Regions from separate parts of the Mus musculus genome. Here all the other regions are linked to region 1. A link is a contact called in public HiCAR-type and promoter capture Hi-C data. All regions are on one chromosome and are shown on one strand. The core of a region is the stretch at or near the end of the contact, and the rest is flanking DNA. Distances in the headings are between cores, read along the strand shown. Region 1 holds the start of Hmgcr (3-hydroxy-3-methylglutaryl-Coenzyme A reductase). Region 2 holds the start of Wdr41 (WD repeat domain 41). Region 3 holds the start of Btf3 (basic transcription factor 3). Region 4 holds the start of Utp15 (UTP15 small subunit processome component). Region 5 holds the start of Arhgef28 (Rho guanine nucleotide exchange factor (GEF) 28). Region 6 holds the start of Zbed3 (zinc finger, BED type containing 3). Region 7 holds the start of Aggf1 (angiogenic factor with G patch and FHA domains 1).

Evidence for each region. Promoter capture Hi-C pulls out the DNA fragments that hold promoters and counts their contacts. HiCAR-type assays count read pairs that join an accessible place to other places. Capture Hi-C pulls out chosen DNA fragments and counts their contacts.
Region 2: a contact with region 1 is called in a promoter capture Hi-C map of pre-B cells, with 4 times the contacts expected there. The contact joins the promoter of Wdr41 here to the promoter of Hmgcr in region 1. A contact is called at or near these places in 1 of 39 promoter capture datasets (pre-B cells) and 2 of 9 other capture datasets (adipose tissue and liver).
Region 3: a HiCAR-type map of astrocytes shows a contact between it and region 1, with 4 times the contacts expected there. The contact joins the promoter of Btf3 here to the promoter of Hmgcr in region 1. A contact is called at or near these places in 1 of 39 promoter capture datasets (the C10 cell line), 1 of 484 Hi-C or Micro-C datasets (muscle stem cells), 3 of 115 datasets of contacts at active chromatin or transcription factors (astrocytes, pancreatic cancer cells and pro-B cells) and 1 of 9 other capture datasets (liver).
Region 4: a contact with region 1 is called in a promoter capture Hi-C map of pre-B cells, with 2.4 times the contacts expected there. The contact joins the promoter of Utp15 here to the promoter of Hmgcr in region 1. A contact is called at or near these places in 4 of 39 promoter capture datasets (the C10 cell line, hippocampal neurons, liver and 1 more), 5 of 484 Hi-C or Micro-C datasets (B cells, CD4 T cells, CD8 T cells and 2 more), 5 of 115 datasets of contacts at active chromatin or transcription factors (astrocytes, bone marrow-derived dendritic cells, embryonic forebrain and 2 more) and 1 of 9 other capture datasets (liver).
Region 5: a contact with region 1 is called in a HiCAR-type map of astrocytes, with 3 times the contacts expected there. The contact joins the promoter of Arhgef28 here to the promoter of Hmgcr in region 1. A contact is called at or near these places in 2 of 39 promoter capture datasets (embryonic stem cells and stem cell-derived epiblast-like cells) and 1 of 115 datasets of contacts at active chromatin or transcription factors (astrocytes).
Region 6: a contact with region 1 is called in a promoter capture Hi-C map of adipose tissue, with 2.7 times the contacts expected there. The contact joins the promoter of Zbed3 here to the promoter of Hmgcr in region 1. A contact is called at or near these places in 3 of 39 promoter capture datasets (embryonic stem cells, liver and pre-B cells), 1 of 484 Hi-C or Micro-C datasets (muscle stem cells), 3 of 115 datasets of contacts at active chromatin or transcription factors (astrocytes, large pre-B cells and microglia) and 2 of 9 other capture datasets (adipose tissue and liver).
Region 7: a promoter capture Hi-C map of neutrophils shows a contact between it and region 1, with 5 times the contacts expected there. The contact joins the promoter of Aggf1 here to the promoter of Hmgcr in region 1. A contact is called at or near these places in 12 of 39 promoter capture datasets (the 3T3-L1 cell line, the C10 cell line, the HPC-7 cell line and 6 more), 4 of 484 Hi-C or Micro-C datasets (CD4 T cells, CD8 T cells, granulocyte-monocyte progenitors and 1 more), 5 of 115 datasets of contacts at active chromatin or transcription factors (astrocytes, bone marrow-derived dendritic cells, double positive thymocytes and 2 more) and 2 of 9 other capture datasets (adipose tissue and liver).

What each region holds. Positions count from the first base shown.
Region 1 is chr13:96,668,812-96,672,501 of GRCm38.p6, reverse strand. Hmgcr (3-hydroxy-3-methylglutaryl-Coenzyme A reductase) reads left to right here and starts at 1,566. Exons shown (of 20, transcript NM_008255.2): 1 at 1,566-1,691.
Region 2 is chr13:94,974,431-94,978,120 of GRCm38.p6, reverse strand. Wdr41 (WD repeat domain 41) reads right to left here and starts at 1,777. Exons shown (of 14, transcript NM_172590.3): 1 at 1,532-1,777. The coding sequence starts at 1,582.
Region 3 is chr13:98,315,143-98,318,832 of GRCm38.p6, reverse strand. It overlaps Btf3 (basic transcription factor 3), which reads left to right and starts at 1,866. Exons shown (of 6, transcript NM_145455.3): 1 at 1,866-2,208; 2 at 2,535-2,603. The coding sequence starts at 2,083. Gm9828 (predicted gene 9828) reads right to left here and starts at 1,717. Exons shown (of 4, transcript NR_137279.1): 1 at 1,224-1,717.
Region 4 is chr13:98,261,305-98,264,994 of GRCm38.p6, reverse strand. Utp15 (UTP15 small subunit processome component) reads left to right here and starts at 2,003. Exons shown (of 13, transcript NM_178918.3): 1 at 2,003-2,120. Ankra2 (ankyrin repeat, family A (RFXANK-like), 2) reads right to left here and starts at 1,919. Exons shown (of 8, transcript NM_001271388.1): 1 at 1,519-1,919.
Region 5 is chr13:98,204,226-98,207,915 of GRCm38.p6, reverse strand. Arhgef28 (Rho guanine nucleotide exchange factor (GEF) 28) reads left to right here and starts at 1,751. Exons shown (of 36, transcript NM_012026.2): 1 at 1,751-1,843.
Region 6 is chr13:95,322,699-95,326,388 of GRCm38.p6, reverse strand. It overlaps Zbed3 (zinc finger, BED type containing 3), which reads right to left and starts at 1,564. Exons shown (of 2, transcript NM_028106.3): 1 at 1,045-1,564.
Region 7 is chr13:95,373,247-95,376,936 of GRCm38.p6, reverse strand. Aggf1 (angiogenic factor with G patch and FHA domains 1) reads left to right here and starts at 1,580. Exons shown (of 14, transcript NM_025630.3): 1 at 1,580-2,091. The coding sequence starts at 1,879.

The sequences.
Region 1 (3,690 bases), core at 317-2,816:
TATTATACTTCCAGCTCTAACCACCACACCCTGGACATAAGAAACTTTTTGGAGTGTTTCGTAAAGATATGAACAAAGGCTCTATATTAAGCCAGTGGAAGGTAACTCTAGAAGCCCAGCTTTAGATGTGGAATGAAATCTTAGTTTTCCAATTGATTCAAGTTGTTTAGAGCATGTTCTTTGTGTGAAATGGGAGCAATCCCTATTTTATAACAACGATGAGACTCTAACCAGGTACTTTTTTAGTTTATGAAAAGTACTACTGAACATATAGTGTTTTAAGAGATGGCTCATCGGTTAAGAGCACTTCAGTTCTTCAGAGAATTCAGATTCAGTTTCCACTTACATGGCAGCTAACAACCATCTTACGTAACTCCAGTTCCAGAGGATCCCCCACCCTCTTCTTGCTATTCCTTGGGCACTGTTCTGTACATGTAGTGCACAGCAGCACACACACACACACACACACACACACACACACACACACAGAAACAGAGAGCGCACAAAAACAAAAGGAGTTATGTACCAATTGCTCTCTTTACGACATTTCCACATAAAACAGTAAGACAAGTCATAGACTATTACGGAAGTGCTATGGGCGTTCAGAAGAGAGATATGACATATGTTTGAGAGAATCAGGAAAGGAGGTGGCATATGAATGATCCTTGAGGTATAATTAGGATTTCAAAATTTAAAGTGGGTAGGTATATCCGGGCTAAACTAAGACCATGAGCAGGGGTGTCAAAAGCGATTCAGTACAATCGAAGGGTAAGTTACTCTAGGCTAACACAGGGATAGAGTTGTGTAGGTGAAATGGGGTTGGGCCATACTGGAGGCTGATTTAGGGGCAGGTGTATGGCATAAGAGGAAGATTACTGCAGCAGAAACGCCAGAAGCAGAAGGTGTAAGCACCCGAGAGTGGGAAGACCAGTTAGGAGAGGTTATTGCAAGTTTGAGTTAAGGGCTTGATAAAGGCCTTCAGCCAGCAGGAGAGCAGAGGGAATTCAGAGACGACACTGGAGAGGGACTCTTCAGCAAGAATCCAGTGTGCGACAGGTGACCTAGATAGCCGGAGCCATTAGCACTGATGGGTATGTCACAGGGGGTTTGGGCTGCAAGTCCCTGCCACATTTCGTTTTCTTTTTTAAATTCCTCTTTTTTTTTTTTTCAGAGCTCTACTACTTCCCCACAGATCTCTCTACTAACTGGGCTTTTTCTTTTCAACCTTAACCCGCGTTCACGCTCCAACTCTAACACGGTGGCCTCCCGTGGTCTTCCCACGGGGGCAAGACCCTGCAGGTCAAACTCTGAGTTCGGGGTACTCCACCCGCGGCATCCCCTGTTCCCCGCGCGGGCGGCGTCCTTGCAGGCGCCCCTCGGCTCGGAGACCAATAGGAAGGCCGCGATGCTGGGACCCGACCCGTCATTGGTTGGCTCTGCCGTGGTGAGAGATGGTGCGGTGCCCGTTCTCCGCCCGGGTGCGAGCAGTGGGCGGTTGTTAGGGAGACCGTTCGTGACGTAGGCCGTCAGGCTGAGCAGCCGCCCGACGATTGGCTAGGGGATCGGACGATCCTTCCTTATTGGCGGCCCGCTGGCGGCCTGGAGCGTGCGTAAGCGCAGTTCCTTCCGCCCGGGGCTCCGTTGGCTGGAGACGGCAGCTGGGCCGGCTTGGCCTCCATTGAGATCCGGAGGTGAGCTGGCGGACGCTGGGGACCGGCGGGACAGCGGGTCTCGCGCTCCGCCTGGGCTCACGAGGCGGCTGCGAACCGAGGGGACCGCGAGGACACGTCCTTGAGGCCCGGCGGCAGGGCGGCGGCCAGGGAACCCGTGGGCCGGGTGGGCCTGAGGGCCAGTGCAGCGACGGGGCGTCCGTGGGTTCAGTCCGGAGGGCGCTGTGCTGACCCGGCGGTCACGGTCATCCGTGTACGAGTGCCTGGCAGAGGGGACAGCGGGAGCCCTAGAGAACAAGGGTTCACGCCCAGGCGCTGCCTTGCGGCAGGACCCGTCTTTAAAGTGATGGAGATGTAGGCTGCAAATTGACCCGATCCGCGTGGGTACGGCAGGTTGTGCTCTTCCTAGTGGGCCCGGAGGAGGATGCGAGGTCTGTACAGGCACAGCTAGCCCTCCGAAGTCGGTCTCTCGACCTTTATGTTATAGTCTTTCTCCTAAGGGGCGTAGTCTCATTGATACTGATGTCAATTTACCTTATGCACCTATTGGAATTATTTGGTTTGAATGAAGAAAATGGCCTTAGAGGTTCGCAAGTAAAACAGTAGACTTCTGAGGTTGGGCGAAGTTAATAGTCTTTCATCGAAAGCGGACAGATGGAAATCTTTCCTCTCTTGAGGTTGTATCTTTTCGGGCTAAGGCCTGTAAAGGCACAGGAAACGTCTGTTACTGGCTCTTTACTTACAAAGTCGTTGTGTACAATTAAAGCATCACACGAAGTAGGGAATACATTTTGTTTGGTTACTTGTGATTTATTTGTATTTTATTTATCGTAGGGCAAAAGTCTTGGATCTACATTGGGCTGCGTTTTGTGGGCTTACTTGGTCGTAGTGCCTTTCTAGAACTTGACCAGGCAAGATAAAGGGTGTGCTTGCTCACACTGCTATATTTTTGTCTAATTTGTAGACTGTGAGCTATATTCTGGGATCAGTTTCTGAATCCTTAAATCTATCTTGAAATTGTGCTTTTTTTTTTTTTTTTAAGTTCTTAAAATAGTAGTTCTTTATGGTTCCACTTAATACTTTGGTCAGAGAACTTGACCATGAAGAGGAGATGGACTTAGAAACTGGTAATGTATGGTAAAGTTGGGTACAGAACTTGTTTTCTGTGCAAGGTGATGATGGCCCCCTTTGATGGATGGGTAGGTTAAGAATGCTGAGTGTTCATCCTGTTGGGATTAGACGTGGCTACAGTGTAGGATTAGGGGGTCTTACCCTCAAAGGGACAACCTGCACATATCAGTGTAGATATTTTCTAATCAAAGAGTGGGTTGTGTACTACCGGAAGAATGAATGGACTGGAAGAATCTCAGAGAAGCCTGTCTCTTGGCAGTGGTTGGTGGTTCTATTCCTAGATAGAATTAGAATTTAAGTCTGGTGAGTTTAAATTTTCAGCCATTTGAGGAGTCTGTGAAATGTTTGCTGTATACTGTATTTGGATAAGTAGGCAAGTTCTTTTATTGCAGCGCAGCAGAAAAGGGACCTTCCGAGCTTTCATAAACTGCTACACCGGTGTCACTTTGCCTAGTCACAGAGAAATGGGAGGTGCTCCTGAGAGACAAGTTTATAATTACGGTTACTTTTGACATACCTTTGTAACACTGCTCAGTTTGTAGTTCCAGGTAGGTGTGGTTCTCTGTGCTTGGTTGGATTGTGGAACAGGATTTTGTGTAATTTTTTCCCCTCAGATTATTTAATAATAATAAAAAAAGACAATGTACGTGCAGGGAAGAGTGGCAAGATTGCCAGGCCCCGGGAACCGAGCAGGGTGGGAGGTCTGGTGTGCCTGGGGTAGTGTGGGTATGGGGTTACTAGTTGGTCATCACATTGGGGCTCCTCATGATAGCAATTTACATTTTTCTCAGCGGAATCACTTTTAATAGTGATGAATAAAATTGACTCGTTAAGGAAGACTATTGAAGCTTTGTGGTGAAGGGTGGAGGACTGGAAGTGCTTTAGATTT
Region 2 (3,690 bases), core at 528-3,027, 1.7 Mb after region 1:
AGCTCCGTCCCGGGGACCCTCATGATGGAAGGAAAGGAACTGACCCCTACAAGCTATCATGTACATTCTCTCTCACACACATTCACATACTCTCTCACACATACACGCATACTTACACACATGCAAACACAATGCTTTCAGACAGACATATGCAAACACAGATGCATACACTCAAACATTCAACATGTGCACTCCCACACAGAAACACACGCATAAACACACATAAACACACACACACACACGCTTTGTTAGAAACAAAGCTGCAGACTAAATGAATCAAATACAGACAAACGCAGCCCACTGCAAGCACTCAGATGTCTGCTTTAATGATTAAATGTAGTAGTGAAAGCAGACTCATGTGTCCTCTGGGCGACAAGACTGGGGGACAGGTCCTGCATGCAGAGTCCTCCAGAAGGCAGCACAGCAGCCTGTGCTAACGACACACACCTCGTAACTTAACTCTACAGGGGAAGTCTCAATTGGCCCCCTTTCTGGAGGCAAATTCAGTACAATTTCACCATAAGAAGCTTTGTTCTTAACCAAGGTTTCTTAAGTCTGACAAGCGAGTTTGGACTACGTTAAGTTTCTGTTCCTGAGACCTCTCCTGGGTGTTAGGATAGACAGCAGCATCCTTCTTCTATACACAGTGCCCCCATCACACCTACCCATGGCCAACAGTAGACACTGTACTATCCTCTGGGGACAAGATTACCCCAGGACTGAGAATCACTTAGACTGGAAGGCTGACTGTAATTCATAAGTAATGTTCTCTCATTCATTAGGAAAAATCACCAGCTCTTATAGTGTACATATTCAAGGCAGTTACACAATTGAAGTACTTTTGTGTGGAAAAGAAAACGTAAGATCCAGCATGCTATCCCATGGTGATGGTTTTGCATTTATCTGGTCTCTTTTCTAGCTGTCACTCAATTATGTGAGAGTTTTACCAGGTATGACAGAACTGAATAAAATAGTGTATTCACTAAATAAGCAAATAGTCAAATATATGTTATGTGTCCATTCAATAATCCACAATTCTTCCATAACCCTAAGGACTTCAAATTATATAAAATAAGTGATTTAAAAAAATCACGTGTCAATGTCAAAGCTATGAGGAAGTTAAAACTGCCAAGTTTGCAATAATCCAAACTGTAAAATGCTTCCTATAAGGAAGGAAGTGTAACACAAATTGTTGTGTGGCACATGAAGTAAATTTCAGATGTCAACATTTTTAAGGTGACAAAATTATTTTTTCAATGTGACGATGAGACCATACATGTACTAAATAAACAGAAATCATTTTCTCACTTAGCTTCTCGGAAAGCAACTAGTTAAATTTACGTTCCTTAAGCAAATTCGAGTCCCGGCTGAGAAGACTTATCGGTTCAAATAAATCAAGAGTGGCAGTCACTCCTGCTGGTTTGTAGTTAAGTCCCAGTTTCTTAGCAGAGGCCAGGTGGCCCTGAGCAGCCGCTTCCGGCGCTCGCCGCAGGCCCCGCCCCGGCCCCGCCCCCGGGCCCCCGCGCATTACCTCGGCTAGGCCCTGCGGCTCGCGGCCTCCTCCGATCAGCCAGCGCAGCATCGGGCCGGGGCGTCCGCGGCCCACGGAGCGAGGGCCGCCGCGGCGCAGGTGCTGGGGCTGCGGCCGAGTGAGCCTGGGGCGAGGCAGCGGGAAAACAGAAGTCTCGTTGGGGCGCCCGCACTGAAGGCCGCGACGGCGGAGGCGGAGGTTCCGCGTCCCCAGTGAGCACGCGCGTGGGCGCCGCGCGGTTGGCGCAAGAGCTCAGGTCGCTCGGGCGCCCCCTAGTGGGCGTGCGCTGCGGCCATGTCGCCGCAGGACCAGCGCTTGTCTAAATCCTGTGTAGCTACGGCGCCCCTTAAACACACTAGCAAGTCTCCTGGTTTCCCAACAGCCAGATGGAGAGGGTGTGCCTGCAGTAGACTTCTGCTCCTGGACGAATCTAGTGGCGTTCTTGTACACCAAGCAGCCAACATTGTGTGCCACAGAATAAGGACTGTACCAAACCCTAACGCCTCCCTTTTTACAGACCAAGAAACTGACCCGCTTAAAGATTAAGTAATGTGTCTAAAGATAAAAGCCAGCAGGTGGCCATGATGGAATTAAGACTTGCTCGGTAAACTTCAAAACCGGTTCTTACACATTGCCTGGACTGTCTTCCAAAGCAGGAAGTATAAAGCGAAGGAATCCGTTCCCTGGCTGTGCTGCTGAAACATGGAGCGACATTTCTAGCTCCAAACATTCTATGTCAGCCTCTAAATTTTCTTAATAGTTACACGACTGGTTATACAACCTGGCTTCGTATCAAAAATTACCTGGACACTTTTGAAAATGTAGACTAGGAAAAGCAATCTCTAGTTGGCACATAGAAATCAAAGTTTGAGGGGACTAATATCCAATATATATATAAAAAACCCAAGAAGGTAGACTCCAGAAAATCAAATAACCCCATTAAAAATGGGGCTCAAAGCTAAACAAAGAATTCTCATCTGAGGAATACCGAATGGCTGAGAAGCACCTGAAAAAAATGTTCAACATCCTTAATCATCAGGGAAATGCAAATCAAAACAACCCTGAGATTCCACCTCTCAACAGTCAGAATGGCTAAGATCAGGTGACAGCAGATGCTGGTGAGGATGTGGAGAAAGAGGAACACTCCTCCATTGTTGGTGGGATTGCAAGCTTGTACAACCACTCTGGAAATCAGTCTGGCAGTTCCTCAGAAAATTGGACATGGTACTATCGGAGGATCCCACAGTACCTCTCCTGGCCATATATCCAGAAGATGTTCCAACTAGTAAGAAAGATACATGCTCCACTATGTTCATAGCAGCCTTATTTATAATAGCCAGAAGCTGGAAAGAACCCAGATGCCCCTCAACAGAGGAATGGATACAAAAAATGTGGTACATTTACACAATGGAGTACTACTCAGCTATTAAAAAGAATGAATTTATGAAATTCCTAGGCAAATGGATGGATCTGGAGGGCATTATCCTGAGTGAAGTAACTCAATCACAAAAGAACTCAAATGATATGTACTCACTGATAAGTGGATCTTAGCCTAGAAACTTAGAATACCCAAGATATAAGTTACAATTTGCAAAACACATGAAACTCAAGAACAATGAAGACCAAAGTGTGGACACTTTGCCCCTTCTTAGAATTGGGAACAAAATACCCATGGAAGGAGTTACAGAGACACAGTTTGGAGCTGAGACGAAAGGATGGACCATCTAGAGACTGCCATATCCAGGGATCCATCCCAAAATCAGCCTCCAAACGCTGACACCATTTCATACACTAGCAAGATTTTGCTGAAAGGACCCAGATAGAGCTGTCTCTTGTGTGACTATGCCAGGGCCTAGCAAACACAGAAGTGGATGCTCAGGGTCAGCTATTGGATGGAGCACAGGGCCCCCAATGGAGGAGCTAGAGAAAGTAACCAAGGAGCTAAAGGGATCTGCAACCCTATAGGTTGATCAACAATATGAACTACCCAGTACCCCCCAGAGCTCCTGTCTCTAGCTGCATATGTAGCAGAAGATGGCCTAGTCGGCCATCAGTGGAAAGAGAGGCCCATTGGTCGTGCAAACTTTATCTGTCTCAGTACAGGGGAAGGCCAGGGCCAAGAAGTGGGAGTGGGTGGGTGGGGGAGTGGATGGGGGAGC
Region 3 (3,690 bases), core at 617-3,116, 1.6 Mb before region 1:
TATATAAATATTAGCAAAATCTGAAGTCCTGGTGCAGCAAGGGTCAAAATAAACATCGTCTTCCTTACAGTTTGGTGATTTTCAAAATCATACAAGTCTTCTATACCATGACAGAATAGGGGAAAAGAAACTAAGTCATATTTCTTGAATATAGGCCTAAAAGATGAGACAGGTATCAGTTACATATTGTAGAGTTTTATGTAAAAATTCAGAAAATATCATGATTAGGAAGTTTCACATACTTTCAGTGTAATATGAAGAGTAAAATATTCTACAGATAAACATTTCTTTAAAAAGAACTAGTTAGCCGGGCGTGGTGGTGCATGCCTTTAATCCCAGCACTTGGGAGGCAGAGGCAGGGGGATTTCTGAGTTCGAGGCCAGCCTGGTCTAAAGAGTGAGTTCCAGGACAGCCAGGGCTATACAGAGAAACCCTGTCTGGAAAAACAACAACAAAAAAAAAAAAAAAAAAAAAACAAAAACAAAAAGAACTAGTTTTACCTTTTATCCATCATATGTAACACAGTCATGTTTTATATATTTTCTGTAGCACTGAATTCTGTTGCCTCATCTCAGTTATTTGGAGAATGGTTAGGTACTTCATAGGGTAGACAACAAGCATGGTTTTCTGAGACAAACTTACTTGTTCGGATAAAAGAAACATTGTTGTTGTTTCAAGAAAAAGAACTTGTTACAATTTTCTACATAGCAACGTAGTTGTCTCTCCCGATTTTTTAAATGACTCATCGCTGTTGCAAGAAACTCTTGTGTAAAAAGGTTTCCAAGGGGAAAAAAAATTGATTTTAGCTAGAGTATTCATTTCGGCAACTTTTCTGGATAAATTGTATTCTCTAAAAATTCTAACACAACTTTCTCTTTGGAATATTCAAAAACATTTCGTAGCTAAGATTGGAAAAAGGCTTAAGCACACAGAATTTTCACTTAACCTCTTTTTCTTTTTCGTTTTTTAATCTTCATATAGGGATTTTCTAAGGTTATCTTAAAATTTGTCTGGGAATGGTGCTAGACGACTATAATCCCAGCATTGGACAGAGGGGCTCTGAGGCCGGAGAATAGCTGTGTGCTTCAGACTAGCCAGGATTACTTATCGAGACACTTTTTAAAACAACCATCAAATTATGCAACAACAACAAAAAACAAAAACAAAAAAACAAAAAAACGACAACCACAATTCGTGCTGGAGTTCGGCAAACTTTAACTCACAGCCACGTTTTTACCCCCAAGCACGCAGGCTCAAATTCATCTTGGAAGAATTCAAGGTAAAGTTTGCTCCATCGTGAATGCTTCATGGTCGAATCCATGACGATTCGAGATCAGGGAGTCGATGGTAGAGGTGTAGAAGGGTTAAGAGGTTACAAATCTTGTTACCCTGTTTCAACCTTGAATAAACCGAATTGCTGAAGGGTGGAGATCTGGAAAGCATTCCGAACATGCTTTCTAGACATTCTGAGTCGCGATTTCTACATCACCCAAGTCACTTAATTTTGGAAAGCAACATTAGCCTGGCTGATTTCGATAGTTTTTTATTTACACCCGGCATTGAGCAGACACTGCAGCCTACTGGACAAAGCTGGACGCCCTACGGGGTGGCCACAGGGCAGACTGATTTAACCACAGCTCTACAGGGAGCCTCACTGTCCGATCTATCCGCGGCCTTTCCCAGGACCGCGGACGGCGACCGCGGGTCCCAGCTCTCCGGTGCTGCTCCCGGCCCGCCGCTGGACGAAAGGAAAGAAACAGCCGCGGACCGGCCCCCGGCTGCGCATGCGCGGCGACGCCAACTCCGCTTCCTGAATTCTGGAGGAAGTGGCGTCGCGTTACTTCCGGCCTCCCTCTAGCTGCCATCTTGCGTCCCCGCGTGTGTGCGCCTTCTCTCAGCTGGTCTGCCCGAGACCCCCTGAGCGTGAACCTTAGTTCCCCGCGCGGCGCCATTTCCACTCCGACAAGGTACAGAAAAAAGGCCGTGGACGCCGGCGTGGGAGGAGACCGGGAGTTGGGGGTGGGGCGGGCGTTTCCCGGCAGGAGCGAGGCAGGGAGGGGACGGACGGAGCTGAGGAAAGCGATGCGACGGACGGGCGCTCCCACCCAGGCGGACTCTCGGGGGCGAGGGCGAGCCAGGGGCGGCTGGCCCGGGGCCGAAGCGACGCCCTCTCTCCCTCTCGGCGGAAGCCGAGGACGGGAGTCTCAGGTACCGCGAGGCCTGCGGAGAGTGGCCGGGCCGGGCAGGCCGTGGCGAGGCCTCGGCCCAGGCCGGGCAGGGCGGCGGGGAGCGGGGGATGCTCGGTCGCCGTGGGGCTGAGCCCGAGGCCGGGCCGGGCCGGGCGGGGGAGGGGCGAGGGGCCCTGTGCGCCCCGGCGAGCCTGGAGGGGTGAATTGGGGATCCAGGCCTCAGCCCGAGGGGGACGACGTTCTCCTGCGAGTGTAGCGGGAAATAACGAGCGTGGAATGCTGGAGGGGGGGCCCGGCCGTTCTTGTTCTTGGCTGAGGATTTTTTTTTTTCCTCTCTCTTTGTAGATGAAAGAAACAATCATGAACCAGGAGAAACTCGCCAAACTGCAGGCACAAGTGCGCATTGGTGGGAAAGTAAGTTTCTTTTTTTTTTTTCCTCCTTTCTTTTTCTCTCCTCTCTCTCTTCCAAAGTTCCGTTTGCATTTCTCACGTTGTTGGGTTTTTTGTTTTTTGTTTTTTTTGTTGTTGTTGTTGTTGTTTTTGGTTTGGTTGGTTGGTTTTTTGGGTTTTTTTTGTCACTTTGCTTGGCAGGGGACATTTCGCAAAGCTAGCAAATCCAAGGGAAATGAGACCAATACTAAGAGACAAGGAGGAGATAGATAGATAGATAGATAGTAGGGGTGAGGTCGGTCATCGAGTAGAGAAGAAAATAGCACTTAAAAACGGTGCCTTGCTTGCAAGAGGTTCAGGATTATGGCGCATATAAACAAATGTTACTGGATTTTATGAATGGGGGGGAAAGTATGTTCTCTGCCAAATCTTTGTGTACCGTGTACCCTTGACTTGTACAATGTTGGGGGTGGTTATTTTGTTACCTTTGAGTTGTCCTGAGATCCAACACATGTTTTGGTACATGCTAGAGGACCTCTCAACTCCCAAACTGCATTCCCACCCCATTTTTTTTAAAAGTAAGTTAACTGAAAGTATTGGCTTTTCCTGTTCTACTTAATGATTAGGTAATTTTATTATTATTATTATTATTATGAAGATCTTCTGCTCTTCTGCATTGCTTTCTGAACTAAATGCTCAACAGACTAATTGTCTTTTTTAGGGTATTTGAGGATACCTTCCTATTTAAATTCGTGAACAGTGTTAGGTTGGGAAATCCTACCTTAGCACATGTCTTTTGTTCCTCAACCTTTGTAATTATGCTACAGTGAGAGAATGCAAATGTGTTGGCAGGTTGGTTTCTCCAAGTGGATTCTGCTCTGAAAGAATTGAACTTGGTGTTGGTGCTGGGTCCACTCCAGATGAAGAGCTCCTTAGTTTCAAGTATCGAGTTAGCACATTCCTGGTGTTTAACAGGTTGAAGCATGGAGTCTCCGAGAAACCTGTGGAGCTTCCATAGTACAAGTTTATTACCTATTAAATTGTTCTAACTTTAACTTTTACTGAAGGTAAATCTTCAGTAGTCTTCTGAGAGATAAGGAAATGTGGAACG
Region 4 (3,690 bases), core at 754-3,253, 1.6 Mb before region 1:
CCTTTGGACACCTTGAAAGGGAACTGAGTGTGTGATGATCAGAACTGCCTGGAATTAGGAGAGAAACGAATCAGTAATGTATGACCACTGCAGCACTTTAAAACCATTTCAAAAGACTGATCCTGTTGAGTATGGTGGAGCACTAGAGAGCAGGAGAAATAGTCCTCCCCAGAAAGGAGCCCAGCAACTGGTCATGCAATACTAAGTAGTCATGCCCTGAAAACATACACACAAGAAACATTACACAAGCCAGGTGTGAGGGGCACACACCTTTAAGCTCTGCACTTGGAAGGCAGAGGCAGGCACATCTCTGGGAGTTTGAGGTCAGCCTGGTCTACACAGTAAGTTCTAGGACAGTTAGAGCTACTTAATAGAGAGACTTTATCTCAAAAACTTCTTTTTAAAAACCACTGGTCCTTATCACGGCCTTCTGAGTAGAATGGGTGAGTAACATTCATCTCAGTGGAAAAAGAAAGCTCCTGAATCCGGAGAAACATATGTTGCTCTATCAACTCCATCACTGAGGTCAGTAAGTAAGCAGCAATACAAGAATACAAAACTTCCAGGAGAGACATGAAGACACTACAGTCACACAAAGTATCACATAACAAAGTTGCTACATTTTGTCAGAAGGCCACAGGAACAGAAAGTTAGTTTATAGCACTCAATGGGAACTGTTTCTAAGGAAAGAACAATTTCTTCTAGGCACGTGTGGGTTGAGCCGCAACTCCACCCCCTCTCCTCCCCAGTTCTCCCAGGGGATGTCCAGTGCTATTCTCTTGAAAACTTCCTTTCAAGCTCCCATTAAAGGGGGAAAAAACTGCCAGATGGAGATCTTTTTTCTTTTGACACGAGGTCTTACTTATTTTGTAGCCTCGACTCTGACTCCGGAGTGCTGGGATTAAAGGTGTGTACCACCTCCCTCACCTGGTTTAAGATCACTCTTAGGAGCCACCGCACACAAAACCTACCTAGTGCCTCATATTTTCTGATCTTAATTTGGACAATTTTTTTTTTTACAGTTTCTTTCCCATATTTTCTAATTGGGTCTGATAATTTATTTTCAACACCAACTAATTCGATGTGCTAGACATGCAAATCACGAGTTTCCCGAGACTCAATCCTTCCTAAAATGGGGTTAAAATAGTCACCTCTTTGCGGACCCCTATAGAACAATAGGTTTCAATAGACGGAATTACCAGTCTTTGACCAGAGAACAGGAAAGGAAAAGGGAACGGTTATCTAGACTGGATTACAGAGATAAGCAAAGACTGTTGATTCGCCAAGACTTGAAGCACAAGGGAGGGAAAAAACGAAATGACAGAGATGGTGAGAAAGAGTTAAGAAAGAAAGGGTGGGTAGGCTCGCCAGCCAGACGCCTGGGAAGGGAGAGTATAATGCAAGCAGGGGGCACAGTCCCCAATGGAAGCTAATCACAGAGGCTTCGGGTTCTTCCTAATTCTTGAAATTGTCCTACAGTGGGGGCAAAGGTGCTATAAAAAACGAAAGGCGTCTCACGGGCGACAGGTGTCCGGGCGGGCGTTCCCGCTCTACGGCCGCGGGGTGACACCCGCTCCCGCTCCGACGCGGCGAGCGGATCCGGGGACAGGGGCCGGTCAGGCGGGTGGTACACGCGCCCTGAGCTCAGCGGGAGAGCGGCTCTGGCCTGGCCTAGCCAGATCGGTCCCGAGCCCCGGGCCTGCTTCGGGCCCAGACGTCACTTCCTATCTTTTATCTCCTCTGGAAAAAGCCCAGAGCGTTCGGTGAAGGCGAGACGACTCCCAGGGATCGCTTCTTGTTTCCCTAGCGCCCCGTAGCCCATCCTCTCGGAGAACCATGGATCGCCTCAGTTCCGGGTCATTGGAGAGCGGCCCGGGGCCCCGCCCAGGGCCCCGCCCACCAGGGCGCTTTCTTGTAGTTCTTTGGGTCGTAAACCTTCTGCGCCTGCGCTGCACGTCATCTTCCCGCGACGCGCCTCTGCGCCTCCGCGTTTCCGGCTCCTGGACTGTCCGCGTGATTTTGAGCGAGTGCTGCAGAGCGGTATGCTGTAGGGAGCTGGCGAAGTCTGGGGAGTCGTCCTGGGGATCGGTGCCTCGGTGGACCCTCGGGGCCCCGCGGAGGTAGGCGATGGCGGCTCCCGGTGGCGGCCCAGGCTCTGCTCAGTCCTCACTGTGATCTCTGACATCCTGGACGTCTGTTCTGGGGCTTCCCCCGGAGATCACTGAACTTATCTGCCTCCGCGATTTAATTTTGACCCAGGCTTTGCTCCTCTGTAGTCGCTCTCCTAGCCACCTCTGTCAGTCCCTGGAGCAATCTCTTCTCCAAGGCCAAGGACAGAATTCTGTTTTAGTGATTTGAGGATGGCTGGGTATTCGTCCCTCTCTGCACCTCCGCTCTGCTTCTTTTGTGCCCATCGTGCCACATTATGCTTAGAGACCCCGCTGAAATGACATTATGTCCAGGTAGAATTAAACATCTCCCTCTTACATGTTCTCAGTACCCTTCAGGGTTTATTTGATCACACCTTGTGTCGTAATGCCTGTTATTCCGTGAATCCCAGTTTCTTAGGTCCTGACTTGGTCCAGTGATTTTCCTAACATTCGTTTTCATAGCATCTCATTGCTTGTTCTGTCTTCCCTTGCACGTCCCCGCCAATGCTGTTCTTCATTTGTGTAACTTAGCAAGCCAGCGCTACTTCTCACTTCTTTCCTCGAAAACCTTTCATTTCTTGAAAAATAGACTTAGGAGGTACTATTCCTGGGACAGATCTATTCCGGTGCCTGTTTTTATCTAGTGAGCCAATAATGGTTTTTGCAGATAAACATACTGTCTTATGTACAGTGATTTGGCTTGAAACTAAATGAAATAGGCCTTGACCTCAAAGAATTGTATTTCCTTTCAACAACAACAAATGCGTTTGTGAGTACTAGTGAAAAAATTTCTTGCCATGTCATTAACTATAGAATATCTTCTGCTTTGTCGGTTGGTTGGCCAGACCTAAAATATTTACCATCTGGCCCTTGATAGTGTTTGAGAACACCTGTTGGAAGGCAGAGAGGGATTTCTGAGGGACAGAATGACTTCCTGTGCTGACCTTAAATAGGAAGTACGTAGTGAAAGGGCATTCCTGGTATGTTAAAGCAAAAGTGAGTGTGAAGTGAATGAACCTTGGTTTGCTCTGCTTCATCAAAATAGCAATTAGAATAAGTTAAACTGATTGCTTTGGTGCTGCTGATGTCGGCTGTGCAGGCTTTTCAGAGTGGACAGAGAGTATCGTCGATATAATCGTCCATCTGATACTCCCGACTGTCTTCAGTTGAATGCTTCTCGTGTTAAGAACTTAGATTCTTCTTCTCCTTCTTTTTTTCTTCTTCTGTCACTTTTAAGTTTCCTCTGTTTAGGTTTTCTTTCCTACAGTTTGAACCTTTCACGTTTAATTTTATGTCTGATGCCAGCACATTATCTCTAATTTCATCTTAAGCCTCTACACTTAAAGATTAACTTTGTTTTCCTTGCTTCTTTTGTCTTTTAGGAAGTCAGGTCAGTCTGTTGTGTTTCTAGTTCTGTATTCTTTCCTTTGACAAGAAAGTGAATGTTCCAGCCCTGCATGCTTTTCTGGTTTCAACTACTGGAAGGCTAAGTCTTATTTACTCTCAAGCATTGCCGCCTGCTCTGGGAGGTTTAAGGACA
Region 5 (3,690 bases), core at 502-3,001, 1.5 Mb before region 1:
CTCAAGGTTGGCGGAGCATGTGGCTTAGAGTTTGAACCTAGAGAAGTTGAAAGCCAAGTACTTATTTAAATATTGATCACGCTCAGTGCCTGAGAGAGAGCAAGAAAACTGCAGCCGGTGGGATTACATGTCCTCTACAATCATGCTGAGAGCATTAGGGACAGTCTCCCTCCGTTTGCTTCTTTTTCGTGTGGAAGAGAGCCTTGGGCTAATGTCTTACAATACCTGTTCCTCTTCCCACAATTCCTTGCCTCTCTCAAGCTGTATATGACAGAATCAACTAAAGAAGAAGAAGAAGAAGAAGAAGAAGAAGAAGAAGAAGAAGAAGAAGAAAAAGAAACAAAAGAACAACAGCAACAGAGGGATCAACAAAGGCTTCTTTTACAAACTTTTCCGCTAACAGGCTTGAAAACTACTTGTGTGTGGTGTGTTGATTCAGCCAATCTCCAGTTGACTTTTTCACATTGAAAATATTGATGTTCGAGAAAAGTGTTATTGCTTTTATTTTTTATCTTCGGGACTTCGTAGTTCTTCAGTGGAGAACACTCTTCTTTGGGACCTAAGGTTCTGCAGTGTGACATCAGAGGATATGAATACAAGTGTCAATACTGCAAGGCCAATGTCAGGTCCTTTATAAAGAAGGAAGGGCAGCGTTTGCCCTAAGACAGGGCTAAAGACCTCAGACCCTGGGTTTTGTTTTTTTGTTTTTGTTTGATTTGTTTTTTGTTTTTTTGGTTTTTTTTTGCCATCCTGCCATTCTTTAGGCTCTGGTTAAACAGGTATGTTAGGAGGGTGGCCCAGGGCATCTGGCAGTGATGGTTTGGGACGGGCCAACACATCTCTCCTGTCCATGTAGTCGGTCTGTCTTCTTGAGAAAAATAAAGGTAATATTAAAGGAACTTAGAAAAGTAGACGCTTAATTTTATCTTTAAAGCTGGAATAATCATCTTAAGCTTATTTTATAGTAAGCTGTACAATGGCGAGACTTTTCACTCGGGACAACTCAGTGCTAAGTGCCTCAGTGCTTTAAGATCCAAGGGGTCCTTTCACATTGTTAGGTGTTGTAAAAGTGGCTATGGCTTTCTCAAAAACAAACAAACAAATGTTGGTGCCGTTTAGGCACCTGTTTGCATAAACGCATAGGGAATCGAGCCTGCAAAGCTTTGGGCCAGAGGAACCTCCATCATCCTCATGAATTAGAGGGAGTCGGCTGTTTTAAAATAGTACTTCCTATTGTAACAGACCCGGGCACTATTATGTCCCGGGTGTGGTGGCTTTGAGCTGAGGACAACCCGAGCCTCCCTCTGGCCTGGCACGGCTCCCTTTAGGAGCCGACCGGCCAGCTCCTTCCTCCGGCGCCACTAGGGCGTGGAGGCCCCCGGGGCGAGCGGGCGCCGCCGCCGCTAGGGTGCAACCCTGCCCTGGCCCAGCAGGTCCCGCTCCGTGCCCGCCGCCGGAGGAAAGCCGAGGCGACCGGCCGCCGCCCCGCGAAGGGAGGGGGCGGCGGAGCCGCAGCAGCTTCAGGTTTCCTCCTGGAGCTGGTGGCGGGCGCGGCCATGTGATGAGGCGGCGACGAGCCCGGCTGGCCAGAGGTGGGCAGGCGGGGACCAGGGGGCGCAGGGGGTGGCCCCAGCTGTGGGCGCGGCGGGCGGGCGAGCGGGGGTGGGGTGGGGTGGGGGGAGCTGCGGCTCCGCCCCTCGGTGCGGCCAGCGGAGCGGAGGGGCGTGGGCAGCTGGGGACCGGCTTCCCCGCTCCGGGCGACGCTGGCCGGCGGGTCGCCCTCGGCAGGCCTCGGGGACAGCGCCTGGCCAGGGCTCCTGGCGTTCCCGAGCCACAGCTCCAGGTAAAGGCGGATTACGGGAGCCATCCCTCTTGTCTCCCCGCAGCCCTGGGCGAAGTTTGCCCACCGGAGTTCTCAGGGGACAAAGTTTCTCTAGGGTCCCCGAGGACGCAGGGGTCTGCAGAGGTGGTGAAAGGCTGCACTCTGTCGGCTGGGCAGCCCGAGGAATGGGCGCCGCCTCCTGGTACCTGGGGATGGCAACAAGTGCATGGCGCTGCCGGGTCGGAGGCAGCAGCTGTGAAGCGCAAACGGGAGGCAGCGGCCACCCCTCACCCTCTCGGGCAAGCGGGGTGGGAGGGGGCAGAGGGTGACGGAGCTCAACCAAAGCTAGTTGCAAGCGATGGAAATCAGAGGCAGGCGGCTGGAGAAGGGTGAACCTCGAGAGCCTGGTTCTCCTCTTCCCATCTGTGTTTCTGGCCAGCTTCACCTATATGCTTGGTGTGTGTGTGGGATGTACCCCAGACTGCTGGTCAGTCTCAAGTTCAGGACATTTATTTCTTGTGGAAACGTTTGCTGAGTTTATAAAAGCATCTATGGTCATCTTGTTTGGGAGGGGCTTTTAGCATTGGGTGGGAATCCGTGCGCTTGTGCCATGAGTTTCTCTGGAATACTCGGTTGTGGGTGGTAGGGGTCACAGGTGGAGAAGGCGTTCTCGCTTGCTGTGAGCTCTGTGAACGCTGGGTGTTCAGACCACCCAGGAAACCCAGCTCTGGTTTCCCAGACACCAGTTAGGTTTCTAAGGGAGACTACTTTAGGAGCCCACAGAGCCTGCCTATTGGTTGCAGCTGGGTGGGCCCAGGGGAAGGGTAACATCTGTGTTTGCTAGCATCTGACTCCCTGACCCCTGCTCAAGTGCCAGCCTCTACACACTCCAAGTTGTAGAGATTGAGCACTCGATTCTGCACCAAGCAGTCAAGAATTACAGTTATAAAGAACGGACACACTGCTTTTCTGTACTTTGCCCTCTCGTGTTCCTAGACCCTGAAGCTGTCTCAGTAAAATGAAATTCTATTCTCAACAACACAAACAAAATCAAAGGCTTGCCCTAGTTAGGCTCTGTGGAAACCACTTTGAACACGATAATTCAAGCTCTGATAACCTTTCCTGGGAAGCTTTCCATAGCTCTATTTTGAGTTTTTATGTGAATGTTAAAACAAATAGGTGTTTGTCTAATCTTGATGAATAGTAGCGCTAACTCCTTTGGAGTGTTTGAAGGAAGAGAACATTGCAGATGCCTTTTGGAGAGGTTGTAGCATTTCAAAGTGATATTCCGATGCAGACTTTATAGTGATTATGCATAATTATTTTTGATTATAGAACTTGGATAGCATCATACTTGATACTTTGTGGTTTGGGAAACTGAGGCACAGAACTAGTTCTTGGGTAAGGGACTCTGGGGCGTGTCCCGGCTAATGTGACATGAGACTGGAGAACAGAGAATCAGTGTTTGCTCTGCTTTGGACTGTTTTTTCCCTTATCAGGGCGGCACAGCCAGGCCAATGGCCAGCAGTTTGTCTAACAGGTGTGTTGGAGGGACTTTCCTCTGAAGTACCGTCTGCCTCTAAGCGGTTAAGAAACACTTAAAGGTACAGAAGGAAATCAGAGTCGGCGACGAAGGTTCTGTGATATCTCATTAGCCCTGTTAGGGTTTCAATATATATATATAATTTGGAAAATTCTGAAATATTTTCTTATTGTGTTCTCATAAGGAACCATTCTTGTGGCTAAGATTTCCACTGGGCAGGAATTTCATATGTGTTTGATACATGTGACTCTCTTTCCCTTGTATGCCATGTGAGAAGAGGAAAAAAAAAATAACAAGTGGGTATTAGTGGCCAACTATACTATTG
Region 6 (3,690 bases), core at 315-2,814, 1.3 Mb after region 1:
GTGCACCTTTCTTTCAGCTCTGCATTAATATATATGTATATGTACACATACATATACACACACATGTGGCTTTTGAATTATGTGGTATGGATTAGCACTTTAAAAAACAACATTTCCTATGCTTCTTATTGTCACTTGCCTTGAACTATTTGAGGCCAAAGTGTGCACTAATAAACAGTACTGGAATCACCAGGAATTTAATCCCATGAATTTAATCCAAGCCCTTGGGAGGCAGAGGCAGGTAGTCTCTGTAAGATCCAGGTCAGCCTGGTCTACACAGGCAAGTTTCAGGTCACCCAAGGAAACAGACCCCGTCTTAAAAAAAAAAATAAAATAAAAAATTCAGAACACCACTAATTATCTCAACTCACGAAACTATTCAACAGCTGTTCTAAACACCTTTGGAGCTCAGCAATGGCAGGTACTTTTTTTCCAATGAAGGAAAATCCTATTCTTTTTAGTAAAGCTTTAAGCCGGCCACAGAAGGCTTGCACAACCAAAGGCTCCAGTGAGCCAGGCCCGGATCAGGAAACTCTTTTGTGTCCAGTGGAGGAGGAGATTCTGGTTTACTCTGGTTTACACCGGTTTTCTTACAGCCCCCCCCCCCCCCTCCACACACACACACAGGTGGGAAACATTAACCAAGTCGCAATTAGCGCATGAGGCTCAAAGTCACTCTCCACCGAGGCAACTTTACGGGGACAGTTCCCCCTCTTCCCCACCCCCCACCCCCCGGAGCTGGTTAACCAAAGAGAGCGGAGACGCTCCAGAAGGTTCCGGAAGCCCGCAGGCTGGGCCCCTCCGCCAAGCCTGGGGTGGTAGGCATCCCCTGCAGACCCCGCGGCTGCGACCCTGGATCCCACGGCCTAGGGGCTCCCGAAGTCCCCGAGGTCCTGCGTGGCGTCCCCCGCACCCCTCCACCCCGCGGTTTCTCCGATCCCGGACGTCCCCGCGGGCCCCTGAGATCACTGCAGCCCCTGGTGTCCCTGCGGTCGCTCCCGCCAAGCCAAGCCACGCCACCGAGCCCCAGCCAGCCACGCTCACCCGGACGCCGCGATGGTCGCCCCTCGCCTCCGGGCTCCTCGCAGACATTTTGTCCTGGACGGAAAAGGCCGATTCCCCCTTAAAGACACAGCGCTCAATTTGCGCGTCTCGGGGCGTCCATGGGGGGCGGTGACGCGTGGTCTGGACGCCGGGGCGCCGCTGCTAAACCATCCGGTCCGGGAGGAGTTTAGAGTAACGGATGGAGAACTAGTTTAACGAATTGAAATCTGTCGGAGGTTTTTAAACGGTGCAATAATAGCGCAGGGATGCTGAAAGCGTTTTAACCGTGGCTCTGCACGTTTGCGCGTTAACCTTCCAAGCCCTTGGATTCAGCGGGTCCAGATCCTCAGCTGGGCGCACTGCTCGCTCGCATTCTTACAGATTAAGGCCTCTGATATGGCACTAGTCAGAAGTCCTTGCAATCAAGGTCTTAGGAGGAAAAGGTGTCCACCCAAACCACCAGCACAGGGAACTACCTTTGTCTTCATTATATTCAGTTAACAGCGTCTGCGTGATTTACAGTTACATCAGCCGCTAGCGGCTGCGTTCTAAGGCGGGTTTCTGCATTCCACGCTCCAGGTGGAAAGAGAAACCTTTTTCAAGACCAGCCCGCTGAGGTGCGGGCGAGAGCCTTGGGGCTTTGCAGGCTGACGGGCAATCCTGTTGTGTAGCGTTTTGCTGTTCCAGCCGTTCAAATATTCCCACCATACAGATTTTTAATCTATAAATAGTCGCAAGGAAGTGACTTGCCAAATTCAAGAACGCACCAGTTAGCTCTTAACGCACAGCTGGCACGTTCTGCCCTTCATTCATAAAAACAAAACAAAAGTCACTAATTTGTTGCTTTTTAATTTAGTGTTTTTGCGTGGTGGTGGTGGTGGTGGGTGTCTGTGCATGCATGGGTGCAGTGTCAGTGGAATCCAGAAGAGGGCGATGGATCGGCGGTAACCGACTCCCCGCCCCCCCACCCCAATCATCTCTTCAGCCCACATACTGCTCTGCTCACATTCTATTAGTCAAAGTAAGTCACATGAACAATGGGCACGAAGCCTTGCTAGAAGACAATAAGCAAAAAGATATAAATGTAAAAAAAACAAAAAAAAACAAAAAACCAAAAAACCAAGAAATTCTTTTGTAGGTAATACAATCCATGTTAACTGCTTTGGTTCAAGTGGCGCTGGGGAGGAGCACCTTGCTCATGCAGAGCACGTGTTTTGCAGTGGAAATATTATAACCCTCCTCACTTAAACACACACACACCTGATAGACCTATTTGTTGACTTTCTTCTATGCCAAGAATTTCAGAGAAAAGAAAAATCTTGTTGGGTATCACGAAAGGAATACTTTTGCAATGGCGAGATTATTAGATTCCCCTCTTTCAAGATTGACCTAAATGTTTTCATACAATATATTTTGATCATATTCTTTTGTAACCCAGCAAACCAGTAAAACAAACAAACAAATGAACGAAAACACATTTTAAAAAGTGTGTAAGGATTCTCTAGAGTAACAGAACTTACAAACCGAATTCCTCTCTTTATATAGAGAAAGGGGGAAGTTTTAGAATGACTTACAGGCTGTGGTCCAGCTAACCCAACAGTAGCTGTCTATGAATGGAAAATCCAAGAATCTAGTAGTTGTGTCTCAGCTGGTCTTCAATAGAAGCTGGAATCCTGCAGGAGTAACCGCCGCCGCTGGCGATGGACTTGCCAGTTAGGCCAGAGTACAGTGGCAAAAAGCAAAAAGCTGTCTTCTCCCGTGTCCTTATATAGGCTTCCAGCAGAAGGCGTGGCCCAGATTAGGGGTGGGGTTTTTCTGGCTCAAAAGATTAAAGGTGTGTCTTTTTACCTCAAAGATTCCTGATTAGAAGTGGATCTCCCCACTTCAAATTAGGTAAAAATCCCTCACAGGTGTGCCTTTCATTTTGGGGTTTTAGCTAGTTTCAGATGCAGTGAGGTTGATAACCAAGAATAGTCATCACACATGGAGACAGTTTTGTATTGGCCAACTACCGTGAGCATGAGGCCCATCCTGGTGTGGGTTGGTAGACAATATCTCACTATTCTCTCCCTCTCCCTGCAGGTGTAAATTGCAATCGGCTCTTTGTGGGACCTTGCTCACTTCTTCCTCCACTGGGCTTTGGTCTGGCTTGCCCCTTTGCAGGTCTTATACATGTTGTCACAGTCTCTGTGTGTCACCTGTGTCACCTTGGTATGTCTGGAAGGCACGGTCTCCTTGGAGTCACCCACACCTTTTGCTCTGACACTGTTCCCACCTCCTCTCCCACAGAGTCCCAGAGCCTCGGGGAAGGTGTGACGAGGACATCCCATTTAGGATAGAGTGCTCCAAAGTCTCTGACTCTACAAGCTGTCCAGCTGTGGGTCTGTGTTAATTAGCATCTACAGCAAGAAGCAGCTTCTCCGATGAAGGTCTTGTGAAGTACTGATTTCACATACAGGTATAAAAATATGTCATTGGGAGCTGTTTATCGCTGTGTTAGTTGAGCAGAATCATAGTAGTAGGTTTTGCCTCAGTAGTTTCAGGTTCTTAGCCTCTTTAACAGTGTGGGTTCCATCTCATAGAGTAGGCTTGCCTCCCACTGCTTCAACAAAAGCACCCTGATTAGAAGAAAAGTATCTAATACAA
Region 7 (3,690 bases), core at 331-2,830, 1.3 Mb after region 1:
AAAAACTTTACTGCATATGTACACATTGGTTGTTTGCCCAAAACTTATGCGTGGTAGCCAGCAGTAGCCAGTGCCACCTGGCAACGGCACATGTGGCTTCCCACATGTTTATGTGTGTTTTGGTACTGGGTATCAAACCTAGGGTCTCACTTATGTTAACACAAGCTTTACTACTGAGCTAAACCCAAGCCTAACTCTTTGTTTCTTACTAAGATTGTTGCTATTCTTCAGGACAGCATATTGCTATGTTGCCTAGGCCAGACAAGAACCCAGGATCCTCCTGCCTCAGCTTTTCTTGCTCTGCAGCTCTGGCAGGCCAGGGACTTGCTCTGCCACAGGCTGTCAGTTCACCTGCCTCTGTCTTCTGAGTACTTGAATCACAGGCTTGTATCACCACATGTGACTCTGTACTTTTGAGTAAAGATTTTATTTAACCTTTGTAGCCGAACACTGGAAAAATTCACAAAATGAAAATAAATACTTCTCTTCAGTCTTTTAAAAAGCCCCATCGTATATATTCACTGTACACAGTACTGTGTCGCATAAGGGCATTTTCATACTTTTTTTACATTAAGTATATTCTTTCCTTTACCTTGGCCTCATTTCTCCCCCTTACTAATCTCTTCTCTTCCCCTACACAGTTGCTGTTACTCTCATGTCATAAAAATAATTATCTTTATCCTTATCTATTTATGCTATTAGCAGATCAGATAATATAGATAAATGATTTTATAAATCTATACAAAACCTAGGAACCATGTGTAAGAGAAAACACATGGTATTTGCTTTTCTGGAACTGGCTTAATTCCGTATCTCCAGATATATCTATTTGTAAATATAAACCATTTTGCTACAAATAACTTAATTTTATTTTAATTTATCGTTTAAAAATACATTGCGTATATATGCCATATCTTCCTTAATTCACAACACTGTTGTTAGTCACCTTGTCGGGTTTTGTAACTTAGCTATTATAATTAATATGCCAAGTCTCTCTGTGATATGTTGACTGGGAGTCAGGAGTGGCTTTGCTGGGTCACATACTGACTATGTATAAAAGTAAGGTTTTTTTATTCATATTTTTTTTTTTTTTAAAAAAAAGGCATCCTACAGAACCATCGCGATTATATGGTTGTTTTATGGTAACAGACTAAAGGAGAGCTCATAAGTAGTCCTCCAGTAACAGGAACGGGACAGATGATAGTGATGGTCTTGCAAAGCTATGTAAAGGACATGCTCTTAACAAAGCTATGTCGTGTGAATCCCTTTAGTCTGGGAAGAGAATTCAATGTTAAAGTTCCCATTATAAGGCGAACTTACAAAGTGCACTTCTAAGAATACTTGTACATTGGAAGAACCCTCGATTTTGAATGGGGAAACATTTCACCAATCGGACTCAAACTCCTACACTACAATACAAGGGAAACAATCGGAAGTAAAAACACAGGCCGTTGTTTGGGCACATAAACACCAATTTGTACCCAGCTCCTAGCCCCGTGTACCAGCGCGATCAGACCCTTCTAGCTTTCCGTCGCTTCCTTTTTCCGTCTTGGCTCCGCCCTCCTCCGGCTTAGCGTTTCCGGCTCAGCCCGGAACTAGAGGCTTCCGCTGGGTTCGCTTTAGTTCTCCCGTCCGCTGGCTTCCCGGAGACTGTCACCGGGCGGGTGTCCGCGCGGCCCGGGTAGAGTCGGCTTCGTCCCCAAGCTCGCAGTCCCGGCCGCCGTCTTCGGGGGCGACATGGCCGGGGCCCGCTGCGGTCGTCCGAGCGTGAGGCCGCCCCTCGCAGCCCGCGCGCTCCAGTGGCCCCTGGGCCAGTGGGCCCCGGTGTCGTCCTAAGCAGCCCGGTCCGCGCCCCGCGGGCTCGGCGCTCACGGCCGCATGGCCTCCGAGGCGCCCTCGCCGCCTTCGCCTTCTCCGCCGCCGCCCGCCTCTCCGGAGCCGGAGCTGGCGCAGCTCAGGCGGAAGGTGGAGAAGTTGGAGCGCGAGCTGCGGAGCTGCCGGAGGCAGGTGCGGGAGGTGGAGAAGCTGCTGCAGCACACGGAGCGACTCTACCGCAACGCCGAGAGCGACAACCAGGAGCTCCGCACGCAGGTACGCGGCTGCCGGGGCCAGACCTGCTCCACGGACCCTGGGAAGTCATGACAGCCCAGAGCTGGTCAAAATCCCAAAGACCTGTGGAGCCAGTTGGCCAGTGCCAGCCAATTGGTTTGGGCAGTTGTCTCAGGGCAGGCGAGAATGAACTTCAGCATGGGCTACATGGTCTTGATCGTCTGTCCTACTGGCAATGGGCGCATTTATTTGGGGGGGGGGGTCACGTTTAAGAGTTTTTTGTTATTTGTTTTGTTTGGTTGAGTTTTTAATTCTTATTTTGGTTGATACGAAATCTCCATTTGGGGCCTTGAACTTGCTGTGTAACAGAGGATGACCTTGAAGTTCAACTTTTGATCCATGTCAACACTTCCCAAGTGCTGAGGTTGTGGGCTTGCATTTTTCTCCACCGCCCCCCCCCTTCGCCCCCCAAACACACACATTTGGGATTCAATTGAGAATCTACGCAGGTCAGCCTGGCTTAGGTCTTAAAATGCAGCCCAAGTTTGACTCAAACTCAGACTCCCTCCTAGGCTGGGATTTCAGGCATGAGCCAACACCCACCCATCCCCTTTTGAGAACTTAGAATGCCATTTCCTACCTCGTGTTTCCCTGCTGTTTATAAAGTCAGGGTGATAATAGTGTACAGCAGTGACGTTTAAAAGCAGGAACATAGTTTAGTTTTACACTCTTGAACATACTCCATGTGTAAGGTGACCTCAGTTATCCTCTTGGGTTCACTTGTAGGAAGGTACATCCGCCTTTCTTACAGATACTAGAAATGTGTTTCATTTTCATAATCTGTAGTGAGGCAGATGCTTGACAGTGATGCTTAAAAAACAATACAGTTTTACCTTGTTCATTGAACAGTTGCATATTATCCTAACAAGTTATTTCCAGATACTTAATTTTAACCTAATGTTTTCTCCATAATTTAGTGTCTTATAAAACTACATCTCTAGTCTAGATACTGAAACGTCATCAGACTTTGTCATCCTGTTCTTTATATAGTGTGTATAATGTCTGGGTGGTGTATTTATGCCTGTATGCATGTAGAGGCCAGAGAGTGACAGCAGGTGTCCTCTGTCATTTTATCTTATTCCTTTGACAGATTGTCTTCCTTAACCACGACCTGACATTTTTTGGCAAGTCAGGCTGCCCACAATCCTCAGGGATCTCCTGTCTCTACCACATACAGTTCTGGACTTACACATGTGTTGGAGACTAAGCCAGCTTGTTCTGTGGGTGCTGGCATCTAAATTGAGGTCCTTATGGACTGCACAGCAAGAGCTCTTAAACAGTAAGCTGGCTCGCTCCTAATGCGTGCCCCCATGCTTACTTGCCCTCCCTCCTTCTCCCCCCCATCTCCTGTCTTGCCCTCCCTCCCTTCCTCTTTCCCTCCCTCCCTCCTGTCCCTTTACATACTATTCTTAAATGAGCTCAGAAAATAACTGCTGGGTTGAAATGATTTCTGTACCCATTGTTTAGAGTTATGTTTCTGGTCTAGAAATTTGAGGCTAGTGTGAGTAATATAGAGAGTCCTTTTAAAAAAAAAAGAAAAAGAAAGATAGAAAATGGAAAGCAATGGTAGAGTGCTTATAA